Linked DNA regions of Mus musculus: region 2 is linked to region 1. A link is a contact called in public HiChIP or PLAC-seq data. All regions are on one chromosome and are shown on one strand. Each heading gives the region's core, a stretch centred on a gene start, on an enhancer-like site or on the middle of the called end of the contact. The rest is flanking DNA. Distances are from core to core; before and after follow the strand shown.

Evidence for each region. HiChIP or PLAC-seq counts read pairs in DNA pulled down with a chosen protein or histone mark.
Region 2: a contact with region 1 is called in an H3K27ac HiChIP or PLAC-seq map of embryonic stem cells, with 8 times the contacts expected there. The contact joins two enhancer-like sites. A contact is called at or near these places in 1 of 39 promoter capture datasets (pre-B cells) and 1 of 115 datasets of contacts at active chromatin or transcription factors (embryonic stem cells).

Annotation. Positions count from the first base shown.
Region 1 is chr13:81,689,723-81,693,571 of GRCm38.p6, reverse strand. The region is part of intron 3 of Polr3g (polymerase (RNA) III (DNA directed) polypeptide G); the gene reads left to right. Among named protein-coding and RNA genes, the nearest start is that of Polr3g, 19 kb to the left of the region's middle. Within about 2 kb of position 1,666, at least 107 of the 459 cell types and tissues checked have an H3K27ac peak or open chromatin away from gene starts, as enhancers often do. A contact at or near this core is called in embryonic stem cells, where this site is marked.
Region 2 is chr13:84,284,423-84,288,158 of GRCm38.p6, reverse strand. Tmem161b (transmembrane protein 161B) reads right to left here. Exons shown (of 12, transcript NM_175187.5): 9 at 1,361-1,474. Among named protein-coding and RNA genes, the nearest start is that of Gm41011, 58 kb to the left of the region's middle. Within about 2 kb of position 2,433, at least 48 of the 459 cell types and tissues checked have an H3K27ac peak or open chromatin away from gene starts, as enhancers often do. A contact at or near this core is called in embryonic stem cells, where this site is marked.

The DNA of each region.
Region 1 (3,849 bases), core at 417-2,916:
GACATGTTTAGCTGATAGGATGTATTTATTCAAGTACGGGTCTAATCAAAAGGTACATCAGATCATTCAAGCAGTCAGATTATTCTTGTAGGTAGTCATTGTTTTAGTTATTGTTCTGTTGCTGTGAGGAAACACCAGGATGAAGGCAACTTTTACAAAGATGCATATAATTGGGGCTTGCTTACAGTTTCAGAGAGTTAGGTCATGATCAATATGGTTGCAGGCATGATACCAGGAAAGTAGCTGAGAGCTCACATGTGATCCACAAGTTACAGGCAGAGAGAGAGCTAGGCCAGGTCTGGCATGGGCTCTTAATCCTCAAAGCCTGTCCCAGTGGCGCAGCTCCTCCAACAAGACTACACTCCTAATCCTTTTCAAAGTGTTCCCCTAAGGAACACGCATTCAAACATATGAGTCATGGGGCCATATAAAATATAAAAAGATATAATACTTATGTCTTAGTTGGGGTTTTACTGCTGTGAACAGGCACCATGACCAAGGCAAGTGACAGCATTTAATTGGAGCCAGCTTACAGGTTCAGAGGTTCAGTCTATTATCACCAAGACGGGAACGTGGCAACATGCAGGCAGGCATGGTGCAGGAGGAGCTGAGAGTTCTACATCTTAATCTGAAGTCTGCTAGCAAAATCCTCACTTCTAGGCAGCTAGGGTGAGGGTCTTAAAGCACACACCCACAGTGGCACACCTATTCCAACAGGGCCACACCTTCTAAAAGTGCCACTCCTTGGCAGAGCATATTCAAACTATGACATTCCACTCCCTGGGCCAAGGATATACAAACCGTCACAATTTACTTGTTTAAGCCCATAGAAAATTCTATAGGATTTTCCAAATTGATAGAAGTAAAATCTCTTCAGATCTTCCTTTCTGCTCCTCTTTCCTATGTATGCTTTAAAAAGCTCTGTGGTTTAAAATACAGCTTTAAGTAAGATGTGTATATGCTTATGTGTGTATAGGAGCACCTTTCTGTTCACGGTCATGATGTTCCAAGGTGTCACCAGAGGATGCCTGAACCCACAGATCGTACCCAACTGTGTACTGCACTCTGGTGCCATCATTGAGGACCGGGAGGGTGACATGGGGATGCTAGACAGAGGCAAAGTGTTACGTCAGAAATTAATTTTGTCTGTTTTGTTGGTTTGTTTATTGTTTTTTGTTTTTATCTTTTTTTAAATAGGGCCTCACTTTGTGTCTCTGACTGGCCTGGAACTTGCTGTGTTGACCAAGGTGCCCTCAAACACACAGAGTCCAGCCACCTATTTCTTCCAAATGCTGGAATTAAAATGTGTACCAGCATCCTCAACTTAAATCAGTTTTTAAGAAAATATGAAAGAAGATTTCAGAAACCTTCATCTTTATAGTTATTTTCTTATTTTTAACTTCCAATGAACTGAAAATTCAATACTAATATGTTGCCCTAGCCCCAGCCCTCCGAGATAGTCTGTGGGAGTAGGGGATAAGAAGGCGTAGAATCAGCAGAACAAATTCCAGGAGCCAGATCAGAAGCAGAAGCAGACTAGTTTATTATTATAGTGGAGAGAGTGCCTTTATACCCTCTGTCCACGTCCCCTTGGTCCCTAACTGCTTGTCCTGCACAGCTGGCACTGGCTGCCCAAGTCACAGGCTCTGTCTTTGTTCCTCTGTGGGTGTCTCCCTCCGGGTGTAACCTCTCCAGGGTTAGTGAATGCAGAAGCCTGCGCCTGCCTGCTGTACGTGTGTGGGCCATTGCGGGCCACTAATCAGAAAGTGCTGACTCACTCCTCCTGCCTTAACAATGCCAAAGAGAAGAGTGTTACATAGAAAAATGCCGAGTCAGGAAATGAATGCACCAGTAAGCAGAAGCTCCCTGCTTGCAGATGGTAGGCGAACGCTTGAGCAAAATCACAGACTGAATCCCCAGATGACAAAACCTAAGGTAGATCGTCAGGGATATGAGAATCAGTGAATACGCAGATTCAGTCCTTCAGGAATTCAAAAGAAATGTGCTGTCCTTATGCCAGAAATCTTTGAGAAGGATATCATTAGAGAATTTATAATTATTTGGCATCTTCTTTGCTAAAAATGCATGTGACCATATTTCTTTTCACTTTGATATTTATTTATTCACCAAAACTGATCATCTGTGGTTTGTAAATAGAGAAATGCTAAAGCCAAAACCAAAGACAGAGACACTGATTAGACAGAAGTAGGTTATATAGAATTTTGAAAAATTATTGGGTCACTCATGTTTATCATTTTCAGTAAAGAAAAAAAAAGAATAGCACCGTTTCTCTTACTCAAGAAAAGTGTAAGTCATCAAAGGTTTTTAAATTTAATTGATTTATTTGCTTATTTCAGGTTTTACAGACTAAAGAACAAACTCTGTGTCTTCCATATGCTAGACAAATGCCATACCCCAAGCTTTGTCCCCAGCTGCTCCAAAGTTTTGGGTTTTGTTTTTAATTCTGACTTTTAATTATGGAAGTTCAAGAGTTAGAAGTACAGGTGAGGTTAGGACAGAATCTATCAGAAAGCCATCTGGACTCCTCCGAGGGCCTCAACCTTCCTAACGCAGCCACCTTTAAGACAGTTCCCCATGCTGTGGTGACCCCCAACCATAAAAATATTTCTGTGGCTGTGATTTTGCTACTGTTATGAATTAAAATGTAAATATTTTTAGAAAGAGAATTTTGCCAGAGGGCTAGCGACCCACAGCTGAGAACCACAGATTTAGATGACATGAGCACAACTGAAGGTCACAAGCAATTGGATAAAACTCATTCTCATGTGAATGTGCATGAGCTGCCACGCACGTGCTCTGCTTGTGGGGACAGCTGTTACACAGTCGGCTCCATGCAGACGGGCTTATCTCTTGTGGTTAAATTTATCTCCAAAACAAGTAACCATGAGAGGTACAGGCAGATAGCTTTTCTTGGCTTCTTAGTGAACCGTCCGCGTGAGCTTTTCTTGTCTTTGTTCTGTTGCTTGCATTTTTGCCTTCTCTATTCCCAGCCACACTAAGCGCACATTTGTTACCACCACCCTGGATCTTTGGTTAGTTCTTTTTTGTATAGTCTTTTTTTCTAATACCGGATCTCACTCTTTAGGCCAGGCTACTCAGCAGCTCACACACCTCCACCTGCTTCCCGCTCGTCTTCCCTTTCTTACAGCTAAACCTCCAAGCCACTTAAATTTTTTTTTTGTTATTAATTTTTTTCATGAAGTATTTTGATTGCTTTTCCTCTTCCTCAATTCTTCCCTGATTCTTCCCACCTCTAACCTTCCTAACTTTGTGTTCTCTTTCTCCATCTCTCTCTTTAAAAAACAAAAACCAAGAAACAAAACCAATCAACCAAACAAAGAGGCAAGAAACAAATTCTCACAAAGATACGAAAAGAAAAATCATAACAAATGGGTAACAGGAAGATCAAATAATAACACACAAAACCAGTAAGCTTTGGCCAACTGTTCCTGAGCATGGAGCCTAGGTGTATCTAGTGAAACTCCACTGGAGAAAACTGTTTGTTCCCTTTGCCAGTGGGTACCAATGGTTATGGCTGGGATCTCATGAGCACGTCTCCTTCTTAGTGCTGGGACCTCATCTGTCTTGAACCTGTGTAGGCCCCATGTATGCTGCCACCATCTCTTGGAGTTCATATGTACATTGATCCTGTTGTGCCTGAAGACATTGCATGGAATCATCAGTCACCTCCAAACCTTGAGGGGAGTCGGGAGAGGTCATCCCACTCGGGACTGAGAGCTCCACCCACTCAGGACTGAGAGCTCCACCCACTCAGGACTCACAGCTCCACCCACTCAGCACTCACAGCTCCACCCACTCAGGACTCAC
Region 2 (3,736 bases), core at 1,184-3,683, 2.6 Mb before region 1:
ATATAACACAGTGCACACCATGCAGCCAGTGATTTGCCAGACTTCTCGACTTTAATTCTGACGACACAATAGTGAAAAGAGCATCATTAAGCACTATTCAAAGGGCTGCATTACATGTGATCTTTCACTGAATTCTACCAAGAACCCTGTGAGGTAGATATCACTTCTTTTTCCAGATGGGGAAACAGAGACCGAACAATTAAAATCAGCCTCACGTGACAGTGTCAATGAGAAGCCGGGCTAGAGTGCAAAGCAGCTCTGAAGCTTTCGAGAACTGTAATAGAACCCACGACACGCACCCAGCACACAGCTCTGAAGCTTTCGAGAACTGTAATAGAACTGTAATAGAACCACAGCACGCACCCAGCACACAGCTCTGAAGCTTTCGAGAACTGTAATAGAACTGTAATAGAACTGTAATAGAACTGTAATAGAACTGTAATAGAACCACAGCACGCACCCAGCACACAGCTCTGAAGCTTTCGAGAACTGTAATAGAACTGTAATAGAACCACAGCACGCACCCAGCACACAGAGTAGTTATTAATGCCTGGCAATAAACCGCTTCTTTATTTCTTTGACATCTTGTTCTGCTAAAACATAGTTGTCTAACTGGGGATACATGAGCAGGTAATAATAATAATAATAATTTAAAGATATTACTTTAAATTTTCCTAAGTATGTTGTAGAAAAAAATTTTGTTAGAGATGGCAACTATAGTACTTACTGTATAAAAATATGTCTCTAATTTATTTGAAAACATTTTATCTAAAAGCTATGAATGAAGCAAAAGGAAATGTTAAAATTTTCCATGGATAAGGAAATAAATACTACTTTAGTTTTCATTGGCATTACTTTCCCTCCATAAGTTTCACAGTAGAACAATAATAAAAGCACCGTAGAAGGATCCAAATAGGCAAAATGGCAGATGATAATTGGACATCAGGAGATAAATCTCAGGGTGTATATAGGCTAATATTAGTATAGAATAATATTTGTTAGTATTCTTTTCAAAAAAGTTCAAAAATAGGTTAGAAGATGGCCTGCAGCTTCAGGCTCAAGCCTTATCTTCACCACTTACACTAGTATTAAAGAATAAAGTACCTCCCCTTATCATAAAAGCAGGCAGACAAAAAACTTTAGAAGTGTGACATGTCTTCAATTCTGGTATTCAGGAGGAAGAATCAGGCAGATCTCTGTGAGTTCAAGACCAGACTGATCCACACAGTGAGTTCCAGGACAGTCCGGGCAATATACTGATACTCTGTCTAAAAAAAAATGAACAAACCTACCTACAATTAAAAAAAGCAACTTTGATGTATAGTGAATTAAAACATAGGACTCAAGTACCCATACTTACAGAGGGACACTCTCTCTACCCAACGGTGGGTTCATGATATAGTCTTTGGTGATTGGTTTCACCCAGAGCAGAACCATAAATAAAGGTGCCAAGAAGTTGATATGAAGTAATGTTCTGAAAATATACAAGAAATACACATAAAGATCTAGAAACAAAATGTGCAAGTGTAACTAGGGTATAGCATTTCTAATTATTTACTGTTAACCAGAATCCTTAAGAGCTGAGTCATTATCTTAGTGTTTCAGGTGAGAACATACGGACCTAGAAAGTTCAATGACAATCCCTTAAATCCAGGACTCAATGATAGGTGTTTTAATGATTATCTACAGTGATCACAAGGGAATATACATACACGTCATCTGAAAATTTTCAACACAGCTAAACTGAACATTTGCTTATTATTCACAAATAAATGAGAGTGATTAGAAGTCTTATCAGAAGGCAAATGGCAAATGAAACACAACAGTTTACAACTGAGCAACCTTGCAATATGCAATGATCATTTATAATGCCAAAATTACAAATGACTCAAGATTTGTTATTTCTTGGACTGTTATAAACACAGATGAAATTAATTTACCATATACAAATAAAGATAATGTACCCCCCCCCCCCTATTTTTGGTTCTATGGAACACACCTTGTTATACAGCCTAGCCTGGCCTTCATGCTACTCTCAGCCTCACAAAAGCTGGAACTACGGACATGAGCCACCACACTGGGGCTACATTCCTAATGCAGAAGAGGGATATCAGGATTAAGCTGCAACCTCTCTGTTAACTAAATCTGTATCCTACAGATACACATGGCTTGACAAAAGTTTTCTCTTTGGAACAAAAGACAGACTTGTTACACTATTTTAATACAACACACTGCTTTCATTATCAACCATAGAGAAGGCTTAACTATAGGTTTTAAAACACACAGACTTTTAAATATTACTACACAGACAAACGGTAGGGACAGGTCTGGAGGACACAGGGCTGAGTCAGGAACAACCCAACCACAGTACAAGCTGCACTGCCTTGCCATAGGGGTGCAGTCTGCGCTGCTCCTTTGCCACTCAGGCTACCCACAACAGAACTAGCTTGCCCATACTGTTACAGCATGACAGCGTGAGTGCTGTACCACAACAGGAGGCTGTAAAAAACTGGAAATAACACAAAATCCCAAATTCCCACAAGGAAAACCCTTAAAATAAAGCCACATTTTACTGAAGATAGATGCATCACCCTCTCTCCAACCATCACTAAATGCTTTATGTTTTATAATGTGATTCTTTCATCCCACAGTCTTGGTAAACCATGGAGGGCAGGGAAGAAAGAGCAGTATTAGGTATGCAGTGTTGCTAGGGAACACTCCAGTATCAAGGAGCAGCCCACAGCGGTTTCAGTAGCTTGTGAAGGGCTCCCCTCCACCCACCCTTTTCAGCTTATTTAAATCCTAACACTGGGGTTAGTGGACTGCAGTGTGTGTGTAGAGGGGGGGGGGGGATCAGGTTTTGTCTTAAAAGAAGCCTTTAGAGAGCTGGGTGGTGGGAAAGGCAGGGCATAGTGAAGAGCATGCTGAGTAAAAAAAAAAAAAAAAAAAAAAAAAAAAAAAAAAAAACGTGGGGGAAGATGAAGTAGTGTGTAACAGGGGCGGGGCAGCTAGGAACAAGTAAACATCTAAACACGGAGAAAATGGAGTCAAGGGGAAAAGTGAAAATTAAAGAACATAGGTAAAAGCTAAGAATGTAAAGAGAGGAATTAGGATCTTAAAGTATCTTAAATACAGTGTCCTCCTAGAGGAGCTTACTGACTATACATATGTATATAAGATGGAGGGTTCAAGGACGACCTGCAGTGCAGGTAAGAAGATCCTGGGTATAAACGAAAGCAAATACAAGCTCACCCTTCTGTCAAGGTGGGAGTGGGTGGGTAGGGGAGCAGGGCGGGGGGAGGGTAGAGGGGACTTTGGGGATAGCATTTGAAATGTAAATGAAGAAAATATATAATAAAAAATTGGAAAAAAAAGATGTCTCTATTCATAAACAAACAAAACTCCAATCAACCAAATAAACAAAGACCCCTAAATAAGGACAGAAAACAGCAATGGCTTCAGAGCCATGAGCAGAGGTTTAATGTTTTCTCCTTAGAATCAAAATAGGATTTGGTGGTTAAACTAACTGGATACAGGGTGTTGCATATTATTTACAATCTGGAAATAAAATAATGAATTACTTGAAGTTTAACATGCAGATCAACAACTTAAAATCATTCTTACAAATGTAACTCAGGCTTAAAATTATTTGTCATAAATAAAGATATTAAAATATCTGAATCAACACATAAACTTTAAGTATTAAAAAAAAGTTTTTTAAAAAAATTTTTCTATG